Regions from separate parts of the Zea mays genome. Here region 1 is linked to region 2. A link is a contact called in public Hi-C data. All regions are on one chromosome and are shown on one strand. Each heading gives the region's core, a stretch centred on a gene start, on an enhancer-like site or on the middle of the called end of the contact. The rest is flanking DNA. Distances are from core to core; before and after follow the strand shown. Region 1 holds the start of LOC100383529 (Acidic leucine-rich nuclear phosphoprotein 32-related protein). Region 2 holds the start of LOC100275119.

Evidence for each region. A called contact is a pair of places that touch in the nucleus more often than the background predicts.
Region 1: a Hi-C map of tassel shows a contact between it and region 2, with 1.9 times the contacts expected there. The contact joins the promoter of LOC100383529 here to the promoter of LOC100275119 in region 2. A contact is called at or near these places in 4 of 25 Hi-C or Micro-C datasets (ear, endosperm, leaf and 1 more).

Annotation. Positions count from the first base shown.
Region 1 is chr7:174,065,599-174,071,780 of Zm-B73-REFERENCE-NAM-5.0, reverse strand. LOC100383529 (Acidic leucine-rich nuclear phosphoprotein 32-related protein) reads right to left here and starts at 3,044. Exons shown (of 2, transcript NM_001176177.1): 1 at 1,773-3,044; 2 at 1-188. The coding sequence starts at 2,966.
Region 2 is chr7:173,899,289-173,905,806 of Zm-B73-REFERENCE-NAM-5.0, reverse strand. It overlaps LOC100275119, which reads left to right and starts at 2,762. Exons shown (of 3, transcript NM_001149782.2): 1 at 2,762-2,904; 2 at 3,857-3,938; 3 at 4,288-5,317. The coding sequence starts at 2,893. The coding sequence ends at 5,162.

The DNA.
Region 1 (6,182 bases), core at 1,795-4,294, 170 kb before region 2:
TCATCATCATCTCTCTTCCGCTTGGCTCCATGCGAGGATGAAGGCTGATCTGTGGCCCCATCATCATCGTTGTCGACTTCTTCCTTGTCCTCGTCAGCATCATCAGGGTCAACTCCATCTAATTCACTTCCAATAGCCATGGCTTGAGGCTGAGCGATTGGTTGCACAAGATATTCAGTATCTTCATCCTGAAGATAAAATTTTGCAATAAACCTTAATTAGAACCGAATTTCTTACTCCATGCCATGAAAGAAATCTCTCAAAAACTCAAACAAAAAAAATATTGTTAGAATGGACTGGAAGTGGAATGCAGATGGCCATAAATATAGACCAGATTCCTTTGTACAGAAGGCCCAGCAACTCAAGTTTTGGCAAACATGCAGATAATCAATTCTAAGCAAAAAAAAAAAACCAGATAGCATTGAGAAAACAGAATACTAATAGGCAATCTTATATACAGTACAGTTCAGGAATACTTGTTCAACATGTACCAAAAGAACCACCATCACAAGTTCACAGGCAATCCAAGATTAAGGCAACAAAATACTAAACATACACCATCGCAAGAATGATCGCATGAAATATTTTGGAGAAAAAAAACTAGATAACAAGTAGATATAGAGCTTGTTAGGGATTCGGACAATCTTTAAAGATGATGACAAGCAGGTAGTTAAGAATAGCATTTATTTAAAAAGCAACCAGTTCATGGCAGAGGCACCATTTTAATGAGCAAAGCAGTCATAAAATCTTTTGATTACACAGATTAGCAGATTTCAAAGGAACATATTATGGTAAAACGCATGGCAAGAAGAACATATATGCATTGACATGTTCAGGCACAACTCCATCAGTATTTCATCTACCATCTGAAGATGGGCAGATGACATAGGCGCGGCACAAAGTGCTCAAGTTCATCAAGAACTCCTTAAGGGCTTGTTCGGTTCGCTCGCAATCCATGTGGATGGAGTGGGTTTAAATCCCAAGCAAGTCAAATTTCTTCTTAATTTTTTTCAATCACATCCAATCCATGTGTAATGGGAATAACCGAACAAGGCCTAATGTGGTCATCACCACAAATCACAAACAATAAAAAATCTTAAACAGTAATATGGACAAGAGTGCAAAAATACAGTTGCATTGCACGAAGGGGGATATCCTAAAAATTCTAACCTCACTAAAACAGGAATAATTCACAACAGACGCATGCCAAAAAAATATGCATAAACAGATAATAGCCAAAAGGCTCTTTAAACCAAATGCATCAAGATCTATGATTGCCAAATGTAAATGCACACGAGCTAATCATCCAGCAGATCATAGACAAACAAATAAAATTTACAGACTTCCAAAACCAACATACTAATACCCCAGTCATTGTCATTTTAGGCCATACCACCATATCTACAGTTCACTAGGTATAAAAAGTTCAGATTTACCAGCACTGACTATACGCAGATAGAAGTTATAATAAAATTATTAAACCGCAGGAAAATATGCTATAGATGTGTTCAGCAACCGCCACGGTGCTCTACAGCTCTCCCGGATGATCCTAGGCAGCTCACTAGCAGATACAAGAGCAACACCGTGACAAATTAATTTCGCTAAGAGCCAACTTTCACAATACTATACTAAAAAAACAAAATGCATGTTATGTCATCTGCAGTGATATAAACAAATAGATAACCGTAAAAAGATTAACAACTGAGTAAACAGGAAATTGCAATAAATGGAAAAGCACTTGAAACGCCTGCAAGAAAATCAATGTGATATACCTCATCATCCGCATCTGCGTCGTCTTCGTCGTCATCATTCCCCACCTCCAATCCCTCCTCATCCTCTTCACCAATCTCACCATTTTCATCCTCATCGTCCCCTTCTCCATGTTCATGCCCATCTATCTCTTCTCCTTCATCCTCGCCTGTCATCATGGCAACCCTACCACTGCTCTGTGGCTCCGCCTCTTCACCTTCATCCTCAACCTCCTCCTCTTCTTCATCATCTTCGTCCTCATCCTCTTCTTCCTCATCCTCCTCCACGCCATCTTCCTCCTCGTCACTACTTGGTACATCATGCACCTCCACAACAGCATCCTCGTCATCAACATCCTCATCAATCTCCTCCCCCAAATCCTCCTCCTCAAAGTCATCGTCGTCGTCGTCATCTTCCTCCACGTCCTCATCCTCCTCGCCACGGGCTTCGCCAGCAGCCGCGACACGAAACCCGTTTGCGCCATGGCTGTGCTCGACACCACCGTTCGGGATGACCTCGTCAGCGTCGCTCTCCTCCTCGTCCACATCGATCACCCCATTCACCTCCACCGGGTGCGAGGGCACGCCCGCGCGCGCATGGGCGACGCCGCCGTTCGCTACCTCGCCGCTCCCAGGGTCTTCCTCGTCTTCTTCATCTTCGTCATCATCGTCGCCATCGCCCTCGCCATCGCCCTCGCCGTCGTCATCGTCGTCATCGGACTCGGGGCGCTCGTTCTCGTCGGCATCCATCTTGTCCAGGTATTTGAGCGTCCGGATCATCTCGAAGACCCTGGATCTGTAGTCCTTGACACGGGTAACGGGGCACTCGTAGAGGTCGAGCGAGACGAGGCGCAGGTCGGCGAGTGGCGCGAGGTCGTCAACGTCCTGGATGCGGTTGTTGCTGAGGTCGAGGTCCCGCAGCGAGGACAGGCCAGCGGCGACGAGGTGGTCGAGACCGCCGGCGATGCGGTTGTCGGAGAGGGTGAGCCGCGTGAGGTTCCGCAGCCGCGGGAAACCCTCGAGCGACGTGACCCCGACGCCAGCGATCGAAAGGTGCTCCAGGCTCTGGTGCCGCTCCAGTATCTCTGCCGCCGGCAGCCGCCCGTGCGTGCACTTGACGGCGCCGTCAAGCGTCAGGCTCCGCGCCGGCGACGAGCTCCCCTCGCCGCCGGCGTGCAGCGCCGCCTCCACCGCCCGCTCCCATGCCTCGTCCACCATCTCTTCTTCCCCCTTCTGCCAGTAATAAATTATTAATTGTTTTTTTTCCACGGAAGTGTTTGGATGCGAGGGGATTTGAAATACAGAGTGATCTTATACGGGGTGGGTGTTTTCCTCGCCATTGGGGGAAGAGGGGAGCGGTTCACGGGGCGCGCCCTGGACCAGGCGCAGGGAGGTTGGCTAGTGGGTCTCGCGCGCGGCCAATGCGAGTGCTCGGATCGAGAGGCGCGGATCGCTGACGTGGCGGTATCCGAGGGGCGTGTGTTTCTTTTGAGAGGGGGTGGGTGGAGAGCGGGCCGGAGAGCGGGAGAGACGTGGTGGGCTGGATGATGCCAAAAGCATCTTTTTCTCCTGCCTTGTTTTTCTTTTTTTTTCGTCTCTGTTTTTTTAGCACGAGATATTATTAGTTAATTGCTGGGCCCAGGCGTACCTCGGGTTTGGGTATTGGACATCACTGACAGAGCTGGCCAAGATATATGGGCCCACAGTGGAAGTGGCTTGATAGCAAACAGTTCAGAAATAGACAGCTCTGAGCCGAGTACCGTGCGATTACATCGAGGCAGCGTAGGCCGTCGGATTGGTGTGGACTTGCGTCTAGTTTCTTCTGCCTACCCTTTACCCGGTGCGGTGGAGTAGAGGGCCGCGCAGACTGGCAGTGGGGCCCCCGGAGGGCGGCTGGCCCTGACAGTTTGGCACTAGTTGATGTGGATCCGGCTCAGCGTTGGACTGGTCTGCAGTGGCGACGGTTTGGGGAACACGGCACGTCCCGGGTTGAGAGTTGAGAGTTGAGAGGATCTTTGCAGGGGTGTTATAAAATATTATATTTGTGATCAATTCAAGGGGTGCGACAGATGATTCTTAAGGATACATTTTTTGACAATGTACTCCTTCATATATATATAAATATAATCTCTGTTGTAATAAAGGAAAAACTGTCATTTGCACTATTCTCTCGAATCTCGTTTTCACTGAACTGTAATACGTTATCAGCACTGCTCGTGATAACAGAGAGAAGTTGCGGTTGGAGGGAAGAACAGAAGGGGAAGAACACTCGCTGTTTTTGACAAGATTGGAGGGCTCGGCCTCTAGAACGACAGGAATGTATGGAATCTATCGTTCCTCTTTGCGCTCGGCCTCTAGTACTTTGTTGTGTCGCAGGTTACCAAGATAATTAGAGACGAGGGGGCAGGTTGTTGTGCTTGCAAGTATCTGTTGCAGATGTTGTTCATGCCTAATGTTGATGCCCCTTTTTTCATACTGTTGTGTTTGGATGGTGTACCACCACTGTTTTACAACAGTTTGGCCCTTGGAATTGCTACTGCTAAAACTTCGTTCCTCTGAGAAGACCTTTTGTTTTTGCATTCCCAACCGAGACAGCGAAGTACTTGTATTATTACATTGTGTTTGTAACATATGTATTTGGTGTAGGAAAATAAAGAAACTGCATTGCCCGTTCTTGTTCCATCCGTATTTCATTATTTGTTGAGGACCTGCTTGCGATCTTTCTCAATTTTGGTGTCTTTTTTACTGTTGTATCTCACACGGTTGAATCACGAAGGCCCAATCTTTGAAACGTCTGTCACATGTTTAAATGTTTGAAAATTTAATGGTTCTATGCATTCATAATTGGTATAAATCTTAGGGTTGGGAATCAGATACGTTCTATATACGTAGCCAAATCAGCTTTTGTTACAAGAAAAATACAATACAATATCGCTACTGCGCTTCAGATGCTTGAAAAAGTATTAGGGTTTCAAGTGACTCGCTTGTGCTCCATGAAGTTAGAAAATTGCCAATCTACCTTGTTTGGTTTGTTTGGAATTGCTGAAAACGCACCATTGTATTAGGTTTGTTCTTTTCAACTGCTAGTGAGGTTTTAGGCATTGTGTCATTAAAGGTATTTAGTATGAGCTGCAGACACCGTACTTGAGCACCAACTGGGCAATACAAAGTCGTCAGACGCAATCATGCATGTCATCCACCTCTGCATGAGCTACAGACTCGTGAACTACAAGCCTTAATCACAGTCACACCTACAGTCCAAAATAAATGCTCAACCAACCAACCCACACTGCTCCTACGTCGTGCTATATCAATGCATTGGACCATTTTACAATTTAGTTTTAAATATTTTCTAATGATAAAAGGTTTTGATGGAGCCAGTCGTATTGAACCGTGAAAGAGTTGCATTGGACAAGAAAAAAGGATGGCTATGTAAGTTATATTATAAACAATAGTTAACACAAGATTTTGCTATCAAATTTATGAATGTTATTTAGTCGCATGTTTAATATAGCTTCAAGTTGTTCGACGACTATAGCGATACATATTTTTATGGGCTACAACGGAAGTATAGTATTGTCGCTCGAGTTGAAGTTAAATTCCCGATGGAACCACGTTATCGTGACAGGCAACATTACATTTTGTGTGACATCAATGCAAGACTCATACAAGCGCGGAATAGTGTGCTGATGGGGCACAAGGGTAACACATGCTCAGGTCTTAACTTGTTTAGCTTCCGAGCAAACTTTCTCCATACCTCCAAGAAACTATAAGATTCGATCAGATATGTGTCGATGCTCATCTCAGCGTACTCCCGTTGCAACGCACGGACACACACCTAGTAAAATATTATATTTGTGATCAATTCAAGGGGTGCGACAGATGATTCTCAAGGGATACATCTTTTGAGAATGCACTCCTTCATATGTATATAAATATAATCTCTGTTGTAATAAAGGAACAACTGTTATTTGCACTATTCTCTCGAATCTCGTTTTCACTGAACTGTAATACGTTATCAGCACTGCTCGTGAGAACTGAGAGAAGTTGCGGTTGGAGGGAAGAACAGAAGGGGAAGAACACTCGCTGTTTTTGACAAGATTGGAGGGCTCGGCCTCTAGAACAACAGGAATGTATGGAATCTATCATTCCTCTTTGCGTTCGTCGTTTGAGTGAAGAACTTAAGGGGTGTTTGGTTTGATAAATCACTCCATCCAAAATGAGATGGTGCATCATGGGTCCATTCCAAATTTGGTGGGATGACCACATTCCCCATATTAGTACTAACTAACTATGAGTGATGAGGTGGTGATGGATCAAATCATTCCATTCCACAAACCAAACAAAAAAATAAGGAGTGGGAAAATAATGGACTAGCTTATTCCTCAAACCAAACACATAGTTAGTGACGTCGATGACGTTGTCCGACGACGA
Region 2 (6,518 bases), core at 1,513-4,012:
ACGCAACGCACCGGCGCCTTTTTACTCTAGGAGTCCGCACGCTCTGCGCCGGCACATCACCGCCAGTCCGGCTGCCTGTTCTGTAGACTGCAGTCCGCCGCGTGGTGGATCAGGTTAAAATGTCTGCAGGTGACGCCGTAGTAGCCCGTACCATAAATCCATAATGGCCTCTCGTCTGATCGTCTCTGCTCCTCTGAAAGCGAGGTCTCGCCCGCCTTCCCCGATACCCTTTCCCTGGCGCTTTTCGCGGCCCTTTCTTCTGGCGTCATTAATCATCCAGCTTTGTCCCTTCTCTTCACAGGCGCACAGTGCTCTTCTGCTCACTCACTCTCTTTCCGCAGCTTAGCTCCCTGACCATGCGTGCTCCCCCTTCCATTAGAGCTGCTGTGGGTGTGGGGGCAGACGTATACTTGAGGTGGGTGTAACCAACGGGAATTCGGAACCATCCGCGTTGTTTAATTGTTAGGTATGCCACTAAAGAGTAGTGGAGCCAATCATCGATCGAGAAGGAGGAGTACGCCTGCTGGCGCTATTAGCATAGAACAGAACTGTGAGGCGTACGTCGTATCGGGTGATCACTGACGTGAAAGCTCAGCAGTTGTTTTTGATCCAGTGCGCCAGAGAGTCGATCTTATTTTACTAGTACACGTAAACTGAAGACGGCAGAGAGAGGGTTGCGTGCGTACTCCCGATCCGATGCATTGGATTGTATTGGATTGGATTGGATGGTGGGTGGGGCGACTGGAGGTACGTGCGTACTGCGTGCGTGCAGCGTGCTCTCGCGGCCTGCAGCTGAAATGGACGGGCCACCGGAACGAGCACTCTCACACGCACGGTCCTCCGGCTGCCCTCGCGCCAGGCACCGACACCGGCTCGACTCAAGCGAGGTGGAGGCGGAGGTGGAGGGAGCGTGTTAGGTGAGCGCGGTCACGATGCCGCCGGTGGGTCACAGCGTGCTGGCGTGGCGGCCGCATCGCTTGCGCACTCACTCACGCGCGCGTGCCCCGCTCCGCCCCGCCCCGCCGCAGTTTTTTTTTTCAACGCCCACCAGCTCGGCGACCCGGCGTCGAATTCTATCACTCGTGTTTTTGGTGGTTTTCCTCGCGGGCCAGCCAGCTAGCCGCGGCGGCGGCGTCCTTGCGCGCGGGCAAGCTACAGCCTCCAGCGGCCCCCCCTGCCACTCTCTGGTCGCATTCCGCGTCCCGAACAGGGTCGGCGGCGTCCGTTCTGAGATTCTTCACGCTCCTTCATGCCATTGCCATGTGAGTGAAGGAGGCCACGGAGCATAGACGCGGCAGAGGAAGCTGCAGTCCTCTGTTCTCAGGACGCGGGAAGGTTCCGCCGCATTTTACGTAGGAGTGCATACCAAAAAAAAAATATTCCGGGTGCGGATCATTACGACGAATGGCGAATGAGTTGTGCAGCACTCTGGAGTACGCAGACGGCCGCGCCCACTTTTCCTCTGTTCGAGATTGCTACGCCGACGCAAAAAAGGGATTTGCCAGGAGCAGTTTGTTATCGTGCAGTTGTTGGCCTAATCCCGCGATCCGGGTCACGTTTTCGCTTCACCCCGGACTCCAGGCTCACCTTGCCATTGCCACCAACAGGCGCATAAACAAAAACCACCACCAGCAGCCGCAGCAGCAGCATCAGGGCGCGAGGCTGAACCAAACGCCCGCACAAAATGAAGCAACCACACCCCCGGTTTGGCAGTGCTCACCACCTCTGAAATCATAATGATTTTCTGGTAAGCTGTCACGCACACAGGACTCTAAAAGCCCTCCCCTTTTTTTTCCTCTGTCAGAATGGAACTGGTCCGTAGAACACAAAAGGTGCTAGTAATGTTGAGTTGGCCGAACATATATACTCTAATATTAGATTAGAGAACTCGAAAAGAAGACGCCATTTCTGACGGGCAACGCCATGCATCCCCGGGCGCCCGCGCCCCCAGGCGGAGCGCCACGCAGCCTGCTGCTGCTGCTGGCTAGGGACAAACAATGCCGCACCCGCCTGTGCTGGTTGCGGCGGTCTCTAGCGTCCAGTCCACCGCTGATACCCTGAACTGAAACCTCACCACCACCGCGGCGGCTCCAAAAGCCCAAAGCTCCCCAATGAAAGAGGCGCCGCCAAGTGAGGTGTAAGTAACTATGAATAGACATATATAACTATGAACTACTAGTACTCCTTCCGTCGTATAACAAGCACACTTCTGGTGTTCGAAATATACCCCGAAATAAATGCGTACATTTATCATGGATTAGCCAACTTGCCTTTTTTTTTGCAGAGGTGTGGTGTGACGATAATTCCACTGACAGCATTCGCCACCACTTCAACTAAAACTGCACTTGTTTTCATACGAAGGGAGGGAGTACTACTTACTAGTATTGCTCTACCCTGCCAGCTCCCAGCTGTATGCTACTACTACTCATTTGTCTTCAAAGTCTTTACCATTATAATGTGCGTGTCGTGTGCGCCGTGCCATTTTCATTTCAGAAAACGTTTTTGGTCGAGCGTCGCGGCAGTCGTGTGTCTGTGCGCCCAATGCCCCCACCGACTGGCAAGGCACTGGACTCGCGCCCTCGCCACATGCGGCACGGCCGCACAGCTAATAATAGGGGGGTCAAAGGGTCCGCGCGGACCAGGGGCCCATGCGTCGGTGGCCCGGGGGGTTGGTGCTTAGGACGCACTGCGTGCGGCGCGCAGCTCAGGCTCCCGTTTTAAAGCGCCGCACCCGCACCCACCGCCCTCCTCCTCTGTGCTAGACTGTCATCATCCCTTCCTCCTTCCCCACGCGTACACACACTCCCGCGGCAGCCACCATCCCGGAGCTCGAGACCAGCGGCACCAGGCCAGGAGGGTGACGGCCCGGCGACTCAGTCGAGCGCCACTCCCATGGCGGACAAGGTAAGAGGACACGAACGCCTACGGTGCTTTCTCTACCTGTTCCCTCGCTTGTGCTTCCCGGAGGCGGGGTTCCTCTGCGCGATGAGCCCGTGCCGATCGTCTCTTGCCTGTGCTGCGCTCTCGGTAGAAATCTTCGTGTCTTGGTTGTTGTTGTTTTGCTACTATGGAAGAACTGCAATTGTGCGACCCTCGGTGGTTCAGTTCAATCGCGTCTAACGATCTCCGTTCTAGACTCTTTATTTTCCCCCCTCATTTTTTCAGATACATGTCATTGTGTGTTCGGTTATGAATTGAGCTGTTCAGGACAGAGTCTAGCAGTAGAGTGTAAAAAAACGGCCATTTTTTTTCTTCTGCTGATTAATATACGAGAAAACTTGTTCAGAGATCCAGGACATACAAACCCCAGAGTGAACTTCGATACGGACACTCTAGAAACCTTATTGGAGTTAGCTTCGGTAGTTTAGTACGTACTCAACCAGAGGGGCAGAGGGTATGGCGAGTGAAGTACAGAGCAAGCAAATGTTCCCTGGCCCTCTTCTGACCAGAATCCATTTCCCCAGCGCAGCCCCAACCACTTTCATGCCGAGGCGACGAAGGCGCACGTCCGGTTTTGTCCATTTGTCCGGTTTTCGGGTTTTTTTCCACACGGTCTTTTCGAAACCCTTCGCTACTGTCGTTTTCGCATTTGTCACCGTCTTTTTTCAAACATAGGATTCATGAGTCACCCGTCTTTTTTTCCCCCTGCCTTTTGTTTTGGTCCAGTTCGTGCCCATTGCGTAAGCAAGTGTTTTTAGTAACTAGTACTATATCGTGAGTTCATTGTATCAGGCACTCCTGCTGTGTCATCCTGAATAAAAACTTGACAACTGGTTGTTGTACACAGTTGGATCTGCTTCCAGTAATAGTACTCTGCATTCATTTGCCGCCAATTAATCCCTCGATCTCTCTGCAGATCTCCACGATCGTCCTCAAGGTTGACCTTGAATGCGAGAGATGCTACAGGAAGATCAGAAAAGTCCTCTGCAAGATCCAAGGTGCGGTCCACTATTGTACTAGTACTAGTCTACTACCGCTGCCATCACATCAGTTCATCACCATTCGCTCAACGAACGGACCTGTTTCAGTGCCCCCTGGTCCTTGTAACCTCGCTGACACGTGGGCCCGCTGCCATCACATGCCCCTGCATGAGCGTTCACCTGGCCAGGCCAGTTGCTCGGCGCACCTGTCAGCAGAGAGTTTACAACTGTTTTGTGTGTTTTTTTATATATTATTACTATTAATTATTAACCTACTGCTACTGTTCTGTGCTGCTGATTGATTGACGGTACATGGGCATGAGCATGGCTGATTGATTCTGATTGGTTCGGGTTGCCGCTTGCGCAGACAAGATGAACATCAAGACGATCTCGTTCGACGAGAAGAGCAATGCCGTGACCATCTCCGGGCCGTTCGACGCCGACACGGTCTGCAACAAGCTCTGCTGCAAGGCCGGCCGGGTCATCAAGGCGATGGACGTCAAGGGCAAGGACAAGGACGGCGGCAAGGCCGGGAAGGAGGGCGGCGGCGACAAGCCCAAGGACGCCGGCAAACCGGCGGCGGCCGAGAAGGACGCAGGCAAGGCCGGGAAGGAGGGCGGCGCCAAGGCGGAGAAGAAGGAGGAGAAGGCCGAGAAGAAGAAGGAGGAGAAGGCCGATAAGAAGGAGGGGGGCAAGGGCGACAAGGAGGCGAAGCCGGCGGAGAAGGGCAACAAGGACGGGAAGGCGGAGGCCAAGAAGGTGAAGTTCGCCGAGGTCCCCGCGGCGGACGCGAAGCCCGGCAAGGCCATGCCGCCCGGCATGACCAAGGCCGACCTGGGCCCGCTCCTGGAGAAGATGATGGCGGCCAAGGCCGGGTCCGAGCCGCAGCCGATCGCGCCGCCGCCGGGCGCCGCGCAGGGCGTGGCCGTGCCGTCCGTCTGGCCCGCGCCCGCCGGGTCCGTGTCCGGCTACGGCTACGGCTACAACCCAGGCTACGAGGCGCCGCCGCCGCCGTCCTACTACGCCGCTGGCGCCGGGGGCGGCTACGGCTGCGGCTGCGGCGGCTACAACGGCTACTGCCGGTGCGGCAAGCCGGCCGCGCCCGGGCCCGGCGGGTACTACGGCGTGCCGGTGTACGATAGCCAGGGGTGGTACTACGGCGGTGGCGGCGGCGCCCGGCAGCCGTACTACCCGCAGCAGCACTGCTGCGAGGACCCCAATGCCGGGTGCAGCGTCATGTGATGGCGATGCGCGCCAGCCCGTGGATTGGATGGACAGACAGAGCAATCAGTGTGTGGTCACAGTCACACAGCCATAGTGCCATGGCCAGTGCCGGAGTCGGGGAGAAAGGAACTTCTGTTTTTTTCCCGCGTGTCGTCTTGTTCTTGTTTATGCCCCGTGGATTCTGTTTATTTATTTATTTTAGGGCTTGTTCGTTTTGGAGTGGATTGAAGGGGGATTGGAGGGGATTAAATCCCCTCCTATACAAATTTGTATAGGAGGGGATTTAATCCCCTCCAATCCCCCTTCAATCCACTCCAAAACGAACAAGCCCTTAGGGAGTTGAGTTGTGCATGTGAACAGTCGATGCTTAATTGCTTATGGTGTCTATCTAGTGTGGGTGATGAAAGTATAACGACAGTACAGTACCAGTAGTTTGTTTAGATGAAAGCATGGAACACCTTGAGTGCTCTTGAAAATGTCAAACCTGAACGTGCCATGATCATGGGATGCTCAAACTGGTCTGAAAGGCCTTCTTCTGAACAAACCATGCGATGCTAATTGCTAAAACCTAAAAGTGGGCCAACCGATCTTCTGAACGAAAAAGTATAGTTACACAAATCCTCAAGCGTCCAGGCTCGCCCTTTGTTCGCCGCTACACACCGATGATGTCTGAAGTCGGAACAGGGCGCGGGCGCGCGGCCGGTCGGCTAGACCAGTGCAACACAGGCACACAGCATCGGTACGTGCTGAACTGACGAAGTGACGGGCTGACGGCTCGTGCCACAGCCACGAGCCCACGACCTTCTAGGCATCCAGCCGGAAGCCTTTTGGTCGCGGCGAGAGTTCTGGCAGGAGCCGCACATCGCGCGGTCCATATTGATTGGTTCGGTGAGATTTCTCTGTCCGGTGTGGATCACGTCCGTCCAATCGACCAGGGACCAGCCCAATCACTCGCTGGTTTCGTTCCATTAATTAACTAGCATGTCCACGGCGCACTGGCGAATGATGATGATTAACGGAACTCCTAGACAGGCTGGGTGGCGCCGGAGGAAAGCGTCGGAGACAGGTTTGGAAAACCGGGGGGGGGGGGGGGGGGGGGGGGGGGGCTTCGTGGGAATTTCCGTCTCCTCTTTCCATCGGACTTTGGAGGAGGAAAAAGCTGGCGCACGTCCATGGAATGGAAAGCCGAAGCAGCAGCTTCAGATTTTGCCGGGGCCATGTCTCGGCTTTTGGTTTTTTTCTTGGCAATGATGTGAGATGGCCCATGGCACTACTGGCAGCAGCAGTATCTAGCCAGATGGGCGGGTACCTAGCTTGCTATATTGAGCTCAGGAGGAAAGGGCTTTTGCGCTCCTGTTGGGTGGATGCTATTGC